2 separate regions of the Danio rerio genome follow, and region 2 is linked to region 1. Evidence: chromatin contacts called from public Micro-C data. All regions are on one chromosome and are shown on one strand. Each heading gives the region's core, a stretch centred on a gene start, on an enhancer-like site or on the middle of the called end of the contact. The rest is flanking DNA. Distances are from core to core; before and after follow the strand shown.

The links. A called contact is a pair of places that touch in the nucleus more often than the background predicts.
Region 2: a contact with region 1 is called in a Micro-C map of caudal fin, with 5 times the contacts expected there. The contact joins the enhancer-like site here to the promoter of abcd2 in region 1. A contact is called at or near these places in 2 of 18 Hi-C or Micro-C datasets (caudal fin and hematopoietic stem cells) and 1 of 4 datasets of contacts at active chromatin or transcription factors (embryo).

What each region holds. Positions count from the first base shown.
Region 1 is chr4:73,006,612-73,012,866 of GRCz12tu, reverse strand. abcd2 (ATP binding cassette subfamily D member 2) reads right to left here and starts at 2,394. Exons shown (of 10, transcript XM_073948361.1): 1 at 1,270-2,394. The coding sequence starts at 2,211. redic1 (regulator of DNA class I crossover intermediates 1) reads left to right here and starts at 3,943. Exons shown (of 12, transcript XM_068220829.2): 1 at 3,943-4,275; 2 at 4,439-4,481; 3 at 5,037-5,172; 4 at 5,262-5,397; 5 at 5,537-5,597. The coding sequence starts at 4,253. It also overlaps a transcript of tmem19 not described here.
Region 2 is chr4:73,108,684-73,114,938 of GRCz12tu, reverse strand. si:cabz01066312.1 reads right to left here. Exons shown (of 33, transcript XM_073948068.1): 4 at 3,187-3,324; 5 at 871-1,008; 6 at 396-563. It also overlaps a transcript of tmem19 not described here. Among named protein-coding and RNA genes, the nearest start is that of si:cabz01066312.1, 51 kb to the right of the region's middle. Within about 2 kb of position 3,373, at least 6 of the 62 cell types and tissues checked have an H3K27ac peak or open chromatin away from gene starts, as enhancers often do. A contact at or near this core is called in caudal fin, where this site is marked.

The DNA of each region.
Region 1 (6,255 bases), core at 1,145-3,644:
CGTTGGATTTTGGTCACTTTCCTATACAACCTAAAAACAACAAAATATCAACGTCTAATTATAATTAAATTAATCAGCGTCTAATGATGTTACAGCTTGACGTTGTGTGGACGTTACCACTACGACATCTATCAGACGTTAGATTTTGGTTGTCATACCTGACGAATAAATATCAGTATTTGGCGTCAATATGACGCTGGTTTAAAATGTTGGCTCTACGCCATTTTGTAGTATGAATAGTGTAAGTAGTGTGTTCACACTGAAAACTCTAAAAATAATAAGTGCACTTCAATTACCCGGATGATGCACTCATTCAGCCGCTAAAATGAAGTGTGGAATGATGGAGACTTCACGCACTCAACGACCGCAGGTTTGCTCACGTAGCGGAAGGGGCGGAGCTATCGGACGCACATGTTGAATAACTTTATTTATTTTGGATGGTGAAAGCAAAATTCTCCTACGAGAGTGATTATAGCGCCTCCCGATGGTGAATGCGGCAATACTCACGGCAGGTATTATTTGATAATTCGGTCGATTATTTCACTGATTTGGCAACCGTCAAACGTCATCAGGGAAACGGTTTGAATTTCCGCTTAGTAAAAAAACATTAGCGTGGCATTTGGGACGCCTCTACATACATATACTATCCTGTTGAGTGTGTAAGTGCATAAGTACATAGTGCATGAGTGTGCCATTTGGGACGCAGCTAATGGTTACCAGTTACATACTTCAAACTATCTTATTTTTTGTTCAACGGAAGAAACAAACTCAAAACAAACTTTTAGAAGTACTTGAGGGTGAATAAACAGTGAGTAAATTTTAATATTTATGTGAACTACCCCTTTAAAGGGACAGTCATCCATCACACTTCTTTTTTTTTCTGTTGAACACAACGAAAACACATTTAAAACCAGTACCCACACTGATTCAATGTTTGTTTCCCCTCTATAAAAGTACATGCACACATTCTTCAAAGTATCTTCTTTAGTGTTCAACAGAAAAAAAGAAGGTTATTTAGTAGTGAGTGAGTGAGTAAACACTCCGTGTTTTGAATTTTAAAACGTACTTGACTTCTTTTTTTCTCCGCGTTTATCAGCGTTCATTTTGGGGTGAACTATCCCTTTAAGACCGGTTTTGTGCTCCTCCACATACAGTACAGTACAGCGTTTCCTCATTTCATGAACAACACCACCACAGCTATTATCTGTTACATAACTCGTGTTTACATAAAGCAGACTTGATCTGAGGCATGTATGGTTCCCCCTTCACCTTGTGTCCCCTATAGAAGGCGATCTCCTCGGCGTTGGCGATGATCCTAGAGTGCACATATCTCAGGTAGCCCTTCCGGTGAGCCTCCTCCGCCACCAGCTTCCCGAAGCGGGGCGAGCAGGCGCGCAGGACCTTCGCCGTGGCGAACACCACCAGACCGGCCAGCAGCGTGGGCCCGCTCGCGTTCGCCCCCCGGGACCGCGCCGTCTGTATCAACGTGTACGAAGTCAGAATCACGTCCAGGATGGGCTTAGTGAGGTTCGAGTACAGATGCGCGATGGACTGCGAGAACATCATCACATCCTCGGTCAGCGACTGGTCGGGGTTCGCCAGCCTCCCGTCCATATTGCTGACCTTATAGTAGGTCTGGTCGGTGAAGTAGGTCTTGTACGCGTGATCCACCAGACGCGTGCGGAACGCGAGCGCCAGCTTGCACTCCAGATAACGGATCGCGCTGTTGACGAATGTCGCCGGTATGGCGATCAGGAGCCATTTCATCAGTTTGATCATGAAGCTCCGCGGCTGCTTCTCCACGATCGTCTTCACTATTTTGCCGTCCAAACCGGCCACGTAAATAGACAAAAACGTCCGTGACACTAACGCCACCGAATGCAAACATAGCAAGCCCAGCTCCTTGGTGATGAACCTCGGGAAAACGATTTTGACCAGTGCGAGAATCTGCTTGAAGAATTCCGCGTCGACACCGGGCGATTTAACGGTGCTCAAAGTCTCCGGTGGAGCTTTGTGGATGGCTAACGAGCCGTTTTCGTGTCCCGCGGCTGGCGTGTGGTTCCTGCTCGTTTTGCGTTGTTGGAGTTGTCTGCAGAGGATGGGGTAGAGGGTTTTCGCCCCGTATGCGGCGGCCGCCAGGAACAGCGCTCTCTTCGCCGCAGTGCTCCGGTCCCATTTCCCCGTTGATGCCGCATGCAGAATGTTGCTCATTTTGTATCCCGCTTTTGCTAAGCTAAGTAGTTCGCTATCTGCAGTTCGTTCCCGGATACATCCATAGGGCCATCCGATGCGTTAATTAGAGAGCGTGTAGATGAATTTCATGGTACCGTGAGGTTGAAGCAGGAGGCAGCGCCGCTAGGTATGATGTTTCCGTCATTCGGGTTTTCCTCATTTGGGTACGCCCCTCTCTTCACGCTGATTGGCTGCAGCGCTTGACGTATTTAAATATAACGGAATGGTCTGATCCAGGGGTTTTCAACCTCTAAATGCAACGGACCTCCAAATATGTTCATCCTCGTGCCCGTGCAAGGAAAACGACCCCCGCAATCTTTGTGTAAATAATAAGAATAAAATGTATATATTTATGCGATATTTAACAGTATTATTTTTTTTACTCGTCATTTATTCATGCATTTTACAGTATTTAAATGAAATGTGTTTTCTATATTTAAATATGCTTTAATGTAATTTTATTTATTTATTTATTTAAATAAATCGCATTTGATTATGGATTTTGTGTCAACTGTTATGATGTTTGGATATATGTATGGATTATATTTATATTATAAGTTTATAAATATTTTTATTTTTGCTTTTTTGACTCCACTGCACCCCTCTGCAACAATCTGAATCATAATTATATTTATTAACAGGTGAAAATAATAAAAACAAAAAAACTGTACATTATTTGTTTGCTTGTTTATTTGTTTGTGTGAGCTCCTTTTACGATTTTATTATTATGTAAATGCCTGAGTTGCACATCAGCACTGAAATAAATTAGTTTATTATTTTCCCTAATAATAATAATAAAATAAATAAACAAACAAAGTTTTGGTTTTGTTTTCAAATAATAATAATAATGATGATGATGATGATGTTTTGTTTTGTTTCCCCAATAATAAAATAAATAATGAACACAAATCTCCCACAAATCTCTCATTTAAATTAAAATTTTTATTGGAAGCTATACAGTATTATATCTGTGCATATACATTAGTTTAGTCAGTACTGAAGCCAAATCTAACAAAATAACTTTTAATAATTTTTTACATTATAGAAAAAGTATTAAATACATTTTTCAAAAATAGAAAGAGATATATATATATATATAATTTTATTGAAATGTTGTAGTTTGTCATTCCTTTTGCACTATTTTGCATGGATTTAAATGTAATATTTTTCCATTTCTAAAGATATTCGCTGACTAACAAATTATTTTATTAAATATATCTGTTTATTTCATGAATCTGTATTGTTTAAATGCACACACACACTTTCATATATATATATATATATATATATATATATATATATATATATATATATATATATATATATATATATATATATATATATATATGATTCAGGAAATTTTCACAGCATGTCTGATAATATTTTTTTCTTCTGGAGAAAGTCTTATTTGTTTTATTCTGGCTAGAATAAAAGCAGTTTTAATTGTTTTTATATTTCAGAGGGGCTTATTATTCTCACTTCAACTGTATATATATATATATATATATATATATATATATATATATATATATATATATATATATATATATATATATAACTGAGAAATGGATACAAATATTCATTTTCAAAATGGGTTGTACTCATATATGCTGAGTGAGCACTGTACATTTATTAATTATTAATAATAATTATTTTTCTTATTTTTTATTTATGAATAATATTATTTTAGCTCAAAGGTAGTTAAAACCCAATTCTTAAAAGAAATAAAATAAAAGAAAGGAAAAAGAAAATGTATTGCTGATGTTGGCTGTGATGATGGTGATGATGATGATGTCATATGACTGAGAGTTCCCTCGCGCGCGAGCACAAACGCTGCACCATCACGCGATTATCTCTTATCTTAATATTAATCTTACACCTTATCAGTATTGACACGTGTCTAATGACACCATAAACATAAAGAGTTAACAACTGTGCGCTGTCAGTATTTTGGTAAAGTTAACTTATCAACAAAGAGAGACCGTGTGTGGGATTTATAACCGTCGTTTATAACCGCAACATGAACTGGGTCGGAGGATCTCGGTCAGTGCTAATCTGCTAACTTCACTTTAGTTTACTAATGACTGACTTTATATCATCATACGATAAGTATTACTTAGAGGTCAACAATGATAGTTTAAACTACGTTGTATAAACTAATTAATTACATAATTCGTCTTATATTTTTCTCATTTTGACTAATTAGGAGCAGGTGTATCAAAAACAAAGACGACACGGCAAGACTGAGAGTGAGTATAATCTTCGAGTTGTTTAAATCGCTTCACATCAATTATTTGATGTTTTTAATACATTTTTTAGTGATAACACATTCATAACTTTCATAAATTGGCTTAATAACCATACTTGAATTACCTCCAGCTATTTGTATGGCGACGTTAACCTTGGTTTGTGAAATGGCGGCAAACAAAATGTCTGCGAAAATTTTTCGGTTTGAATCACATTTCTCATTTAGAGACGGGGTTATACAAAATATTAACCCCCAACAGTAAACCCACCCTTCAAATTTATGCAAAAAATCTCCAGAAATGATCGTTTACAGTGTCAAAAATTATGCTAAGTTATTGATAGTAGCCAAAGACGTAACGTTAACGTTATCATGGCTAGATTCCTGTTCTGTGGTGATTTAAAAAATCATAACAAATTCATTAAAACTGTATTTTAAATAATGTGAGGGGGGAAATTACACTCAGGTAAATTTGTATTAAATAGTAAGGATACAGTGTTTTCATTTTAGTGTTGTTTAAATTTGAAAACTATTCTCTGATTGTCTTTTCTTCCTCAAGGCGTTTTTTCAGAAGCAAAAGATGAAAAGACATACAACTCCAGACTTGAGAAAAACGCAAGAGCAGAGCACCGGAAATGTGGACCTGCTGTCGTTATTCATCGCCAACCAGCTTGCGTCGAAGAAGGAGCCAACCAGTACAATCATCGTGCACTCACAACTGAGCACAAAGCAAAACTTTTTAGGTATCATAAGCACAACCGATATGTTATTTTGTGTTTTATAGACAAACCGATAATAAATCGTTGGAATGGTCCGAATGAAACTAAACAAGTTTGGAGAAATCCCTCACAGTTTCCGCAGAGCTCTTGTCCAGCATCTGGTCCTAAGCTGAGCTTAGTCACCAATCAAAAACCGAAGAGGTATGATTTAGCACGATTGCTATTTTGTAAATATTGTTATATATACTTTATATTGGGTGTTCGTACTGTATATTGTCATTACTGTATTGTGTACCGTATACTGTCGTTCATACTATATATTGGGTGTTCGTTTCAACAGTGTAAGTAGGCCTGGCTTTAAACTCAGAAAGCATCGTCTGTCTAAATATTTCCAGTCGAAGGTAAGCTTGACTTCACAATGATGAAATCATTTTTATTTTTACTGATTTATTTGCCATGATGACAGTAAATAATAATAGACTAGATATTCTTCAAGACACTTTATACAGCTTAAAGTGACATTTAAAGGCTTAACTAGGTTAACTAGGCAGGTTAGGGTAATTAGGCAAGTCATTGATTGTTTGTTCTGTGGATTATCGGGAAATATATAGCTTAAAGGGGCTAATAATTTTGACCTTAAAATAACGTTTAAAAAGTTTAAAACTGCTTTTATTCTAGACGAACTAAAACAAATAAGACTTTCTCCAGAAGAACAAATATTATCAGACATACTGTGAACATTTCCTGAATCTGTGAAACATCATTTGGGAAATATTTAAAATGAATAAATAATACTCAAAGGGGGGCTAATAATTCTGACTTCACCTGTATTTTTGGCTTTTTGGTATCAAAAATAGATCTACTGTATGAACAAACCATTTTAACAACAAAAATAATCAAATAATACAGAAATAATCATTAAAAATAGGACAGAGCTCCTTCTCCACGCTTGTAAACAAGCTGGTTCCTGCAGTTTACATTTCCAGATAGCAACGTCATGTAAAAGGTTGCAGATGTGGATCTCAGCCCAAGGCAAGCATTCTTTGTAAAAAACAAAAA
Region 2 (6,255 bases), core at 2,124-4,623, 100 kb before region 1:
TTATTATTATCATTATTAATAATAATATTATTATTATTATTCATTCATTTTACTTCAGTGTAGTCCCTTTATTAATCTGGGGTCGCCAAAGTGAAATGAACCGCCAGCTTATACAGTATATGTTTTACACAGCGAATGCCCTTTCAGCTGCAACCCAGTACTGGGAAACATCCATACACACTCATTCTCTCTCACACACACTACAGAAGATTTAGTTCATCTATAGCGCATGTGTTTGGACTGTGGTGCAGAACATACAAACTCCACACAAAAATTACAACTGACCCAGCCGAGGCTCGAACCAGCGACCATCTTGCTGTACGGTGACATTGCTAACCACTAAGCCACCGTGCCGCATGATTAATATTATTATTATTATTATCATTATGACTCACCAGTCCGCAGTTGATGGAGATTCCCTCTTTGGCTCGGTCTCCTGTGGCTCCGGTTCTCTTGAGCCGCTCAGATCCGGCTAAATCCACAAAGTGGAACTTGGCCGTGAGCGTCTCGAACTCGTTCATCTCGGAGGAGCCGTTCAGCAGCCGGTTATCAGACTCTGAGTCCTGGAGGAGAGCAACAACACACACTGTGGAGATCACTGGGGGAAACACACTGCTCACACTGTAGACTTCAACACACTTACCCTGCCTGTCTATATGTGTGTGTGTGTGTGTGTGTGTGTGTGTGTATGTGAGAGAGAGAGCGCAATAATGGAGATTGGAGATCTGTATCTCACACTACTAATGAGTTGCCCGGTGTCCACCGGGTTGGGGCATCATTTCTCAAACATTGCTAAAAAAGCTGGCCGGTGTCTGATAAGCGTGAGAGTGTATTGATCAGCGGTGAGAGTGAAGCAGCAGCGGCACCCACCTGTACATTGTCTGAGGCACAGACGCGCACTTGGCACAGGTGGATGGTGAAGATGGCGTGAGATCGAGAGCTCTGGACGTTCATCTGAGTGCTGGCGGTGGTGCGGGACAGAGCGCCCAGTCTCAGACACTGCATCATCTGACACACACACACACACACACACACACACACACACACACACACACACACACACACACACACACACACACACAGAGGAATAACTCAGCTCATGAAATAATTCAGGACTGTTCAGAGGAAATTATTACAACTGTTATTAAAAACAAACAAACTTACTTCATACATTATTATATTATTTTATATTATATTATCTTTATTATATTATATTATATTATATTATATTATATTATATTATATTATATTATATTATTTTATATTATATTTTTATATTATATTAGTATTATATAATATAATTTTTTTTATTTTAGATTATATTTATTACTATATTATATTTTATTATTTTATATTATTTATATTATTATTATTATATTATATTAGTATATTACATTATATTATATTAGTATTATATTATATTTTATTATTTTATATTATGTTATATTGTATTGTATTATATTATATTATTTTATTTTATATTATTTTATACTATATTATAATATATTATTTTTATTATATTATATTATTTTATATTATATTATATTATATTTAATTATATTATATTTTATAATATAATATTATTTTAGTATTATATTATATTAGTATTACATTATATTATTTTTTATTTTATATTATAATATTTAATACTATATTATATTTTATTATTTTGTATTATATTATATTAGCATTATATAATATTAGTATTATATTATAATATTTTATATTATATTATAATATATTATATTATTATATTATATTAGTATATTATATTATTTTTTATTATATTATTTTATATTATATCATATTATATTAATTTATATAATATTATATTAATAAATATTATATTAGTATTATTATATATTGTATATTATATTATATTAGTATTATATTAGTATTATACATTATATCATATTAGTATTATTATGTATTATATTATATTAATATTATACTATACTATATTATATTATCATATCATATTATATTATATTATATTATACTATATTATATTATATTTTTTATTTTATATTATATTATACTATATATTATATTTTTATATTATATCATATTATATTATATTATATTAGTATTATTATACATTGTATCATATTAGTATTATTATGTATTATATTATACTATATTATATTATATTATATTATATTATATTATATTATACTATATTATATTATAATATATTATGTTTTATTATATTATATTACAGTATATTATATTATATTATATTATATTAGCTTTCAAAAATGTTAAACTTAACTGTAATAATTTAAATAACTGTATTAAAGATATTTATTTAAAACAATCCAAACATTCAACAATAAACATGTACAATAATATACATTTTATATGAATATTACAATAATTAATCATATAAAAAATAGAATATAGCATTTATTTACCATGTAATAATTCCAACATACTAAGAGAACTGAATTATTATTAATACTAATATTAAACAGACTGGTCACACTTATTTATAGTAAGGTTTTTATTTGTTATTGTCCTTTAATGTAGGCTATTTACTAACATAAAAACTAATACTTCTCAGCGTTTAATAATTAATAAAATATACTTGTTAACATTAGCTAATGCACTCACTGAACTATTGTGATAACATGAGCAGACATTAACTAATACAACCTTATTGTCAAACCAATATTTGCAACAATAAAACCTACATGTTGAATACAAATAATTAATAAAAAGATCAATAAAAAAATAATAATAATTAAAATGATAAAAATATACACACCTAAAAATAAAAGTTCATAACTTAATAACATGATTGTATTATTGTAAGAAATCACTTTAAACATATTTATTTACAGCTTGATAGGTTTTTCCTACTTCTTTTCTTCTTTCTTTGTGATTATATATGTATTTTAGGGGGAAAGTTAACTAATATTTATAAAACTAATTTATTTTTATTAATATTTAAAGAAAAAGTTATTTATATTTAATAAAAAAGTGTATACACTAACTACAGTCTTGTTGCCTATCTAACTATTAGGAGCAACAAATAATAAGTTTATTATATGTTATTTGTTATTACATGTTATTATATAAATAAGTTTAATATGTGTATTTAACTGCTTGTTTGTTTGTCGGTTTGTTTGCACATACACATTTTAGACTGTGAAGCAAGTGCAGAAGACCCTCATATAAACCGACCTCTGCTTCCGAGCTGACGGTTCGAGTGGTGACTCCCACTGTGTAAATCCCTCCATTGGCGTCTTCGTGGATCTTGATGTTGGATTTCTTGACTTCTCGGGTGGAGTCGAACAGGTCCAGCACCTCCTCATTGTAGAGCTGCGAAACAAAACACCGCGCCTCAGACAGCTGAAGACATGCAGCGCTGCTTAGGTAATTCATTAGCCAAGCTCAGACACGCATGCTAACATCGCAAACGTCTACACAGCTCTGCCAAAGACAGCTGTGTTATTTGTGGCTCATTATCAGCACCACCCTAAAATGACACTGCAGTTATCAGAGGACAGATTTAACCCGCAGAGCTGATACGGAGAGATAACCACACATCTGCACTTACGTTAACTAGCGCCTTTGGATTTTACAAGACATCTTATAGTTTTTTGTGGCCTAAAATGAATGAATTTATAGAGGATTTTTTTTTCAATTTCAGACATAAAATGGCATGATGTCTAATATGCTAACTGATTTGCTGTCAAAAGCTTGACGTCTGTTTGACATCCACATATTAATGCCCTGTTGATAGCCAAAAATAACGAGACTAAAGTTTTATAATATAAGAAAGTTTTTGTTTATCTGAAAGCTTCAATTACAAATTACACTGGATTCACTTCCCTACAACGCATGTAAACTACCTTGATGTCAAAAAACAAAACAAAAAAAAAACATCAAACATAAACATCTAACATTGGTCTTAAAAGCATAAAACATGGACATTTACTATTGGGGTTAAAAACACATCAAAAACAGACATTAATATTAGTGTCAAAACGCATATAAAAAAATTGACATCTAACATAAAAAACAGCGTAAAAAACACGTCAAAACTTGAAACCTAACATTGGCATAAAAAGCCACGTCAAAACGTGATATAACACGTCAAGAATTTAAATCTAACATCGTCGTAAAAAACATGTAAAATTGACATCTATCATCGCCATAAAAAAAACATGTCAAAAATTGACATGTAACATTGCCGTAAAAAAAAAACATGTCAAAAATTGACATGTAACATTGCCGTAAAAAAAACACGTCAAAAATTTACATGTAACATTGCCGTAAAAAAAACATGTAAAAAATTGACATGTAACATTGCCGTAAAAAAAACACGTCAAAAATTTACATGTAACATTGCCGTAAAAAAAAAAAACATGTCAAAAATTGATATGTAACATTGCCGTAAAAAAAACACGTCAAAAATTTACATGTAACATTGCCGTAAAAAAAAACACATCAAAAATTGACGTAACATTGCCATAAAAAACACATAAAAAATTGACATAACACTGTCGTAAAAAAAAACACGTCAAAAATTGACATGTAATATTGCCGTAAAAAAACACGTCAAAAATTGACATGTAACATTGCCGTAAAAAAAAAAAACATGTCAAAAATTGATATGTAACATTGCCGTAAAAAAAACACGTGAAAAATTTACATGTAACATTGCCGTAAAAAAACATGTCAAAAATTGACATGTAACATTGCCGTAAAAAAAACACGTGAAAAATTTACATGTAACATTGCCGTAAAAAAAAAAACATGTCAAAAATTGATATGTAACATTGCCGTAAAAAAAACACGTCAAAAGTTTACATGTAACATTGCCGTAAAAAAAACACATCAAAAATTGACGTAACATTGCCATAAAAAACACATAAAAAATTGACATATAACACTGTCGTAAAAAAAAACACGTCAAAAATTGACATGTAACATTGCCGTAAAAAAACACGTCAAAAATTGACATGTAACATTGCCGTAAAAAAAACACGTCAAAAATTTACATGTAACATTGCCGTAAAAAAAAAACATGTCAAAAATTGATATGTAACATTGCCGTAAAAAAAACACGTGAAAAATTTACATGTAACATTGCCGTAAAAAAAAACACGTCAAAAATTGACATGTAACATTGCCATAAAAAACACATAAAAAATTGACATATAACACTGTCGTAAAAAAAACACGTCAAAAATTGACATGTAACATTGCTGTAAAAAAAACACGTCAAAAATTTACATGTAACATTGCCGTAAAAAAAAAAACATGTCAAAAATTTACATGTAACATTGCCGTAAAAAAAACATGTCAAAAATTTACATGTAACATTGCCGTAAAAAAAAACATGTCAAAAATTGATATGTAACATTGCCGTAAAAAAAACACGTCAAAAATTTACATGTAACATTGCCGTAAAAAAAAACACGTCAAAAATTGACATGTAACATTGCCATAAAAAACACATAAAAAATTGACATATAACACTGTCGTAAAAAAAAACACGTCAAAAATTGACATGTAACATTGCCGTAAAAAAAACACGTCAAAAATTTACATGTAACATTGCCGTAAAAAAACATGTCAAAAATTGACATGTAACATTGCCGTAAAAAAAAAACATCAAAAATTGACATGTAACATTGCCATAAAAAACACATAAAAAATTGACATATAACACTGTCGTAAAAAAAAACACGTCAAAAATTGACATGTAACATTGCCGTAAAAAAAGTGTAAAAAATTTACATGTAACATTGCCGTAAAAAAACACGTCAAAAATTGACATGTAACATTGCCATAAAAAAACACATAAAAAATTGACATGTAACATTGCCGTAAAAAAAACACGTCAAAAATTTACATGTAACATTGTCGTAAAAAAAAAGTCAAAAATTTACATGTAACATTGTCGTAAAAAAAAACACGTCAAAAATTGACATGTAACATTGCCGTAAAAAAAACACGTCAAAAATTTACATATAACATTGTCGTAAAAAAAAGTCAAAAATTTACATGTAACACTGTCGTAAAAAAAAAACACGTCAAAAATTGACATGTAACATTGCCATAAAAAACACGTCAAAAATTGATATCTAACACTGCCATAAAAACACAGAAAAAATTTACATATAACACTGTCGTAAAAAAAAAAAACACGTCAAAAATTGACACGTAACATTGCCATAAAAACACGTCAAAAATTGATATCTAACACTGCCATAAAAACACAGAAAAAATTGACATATAACA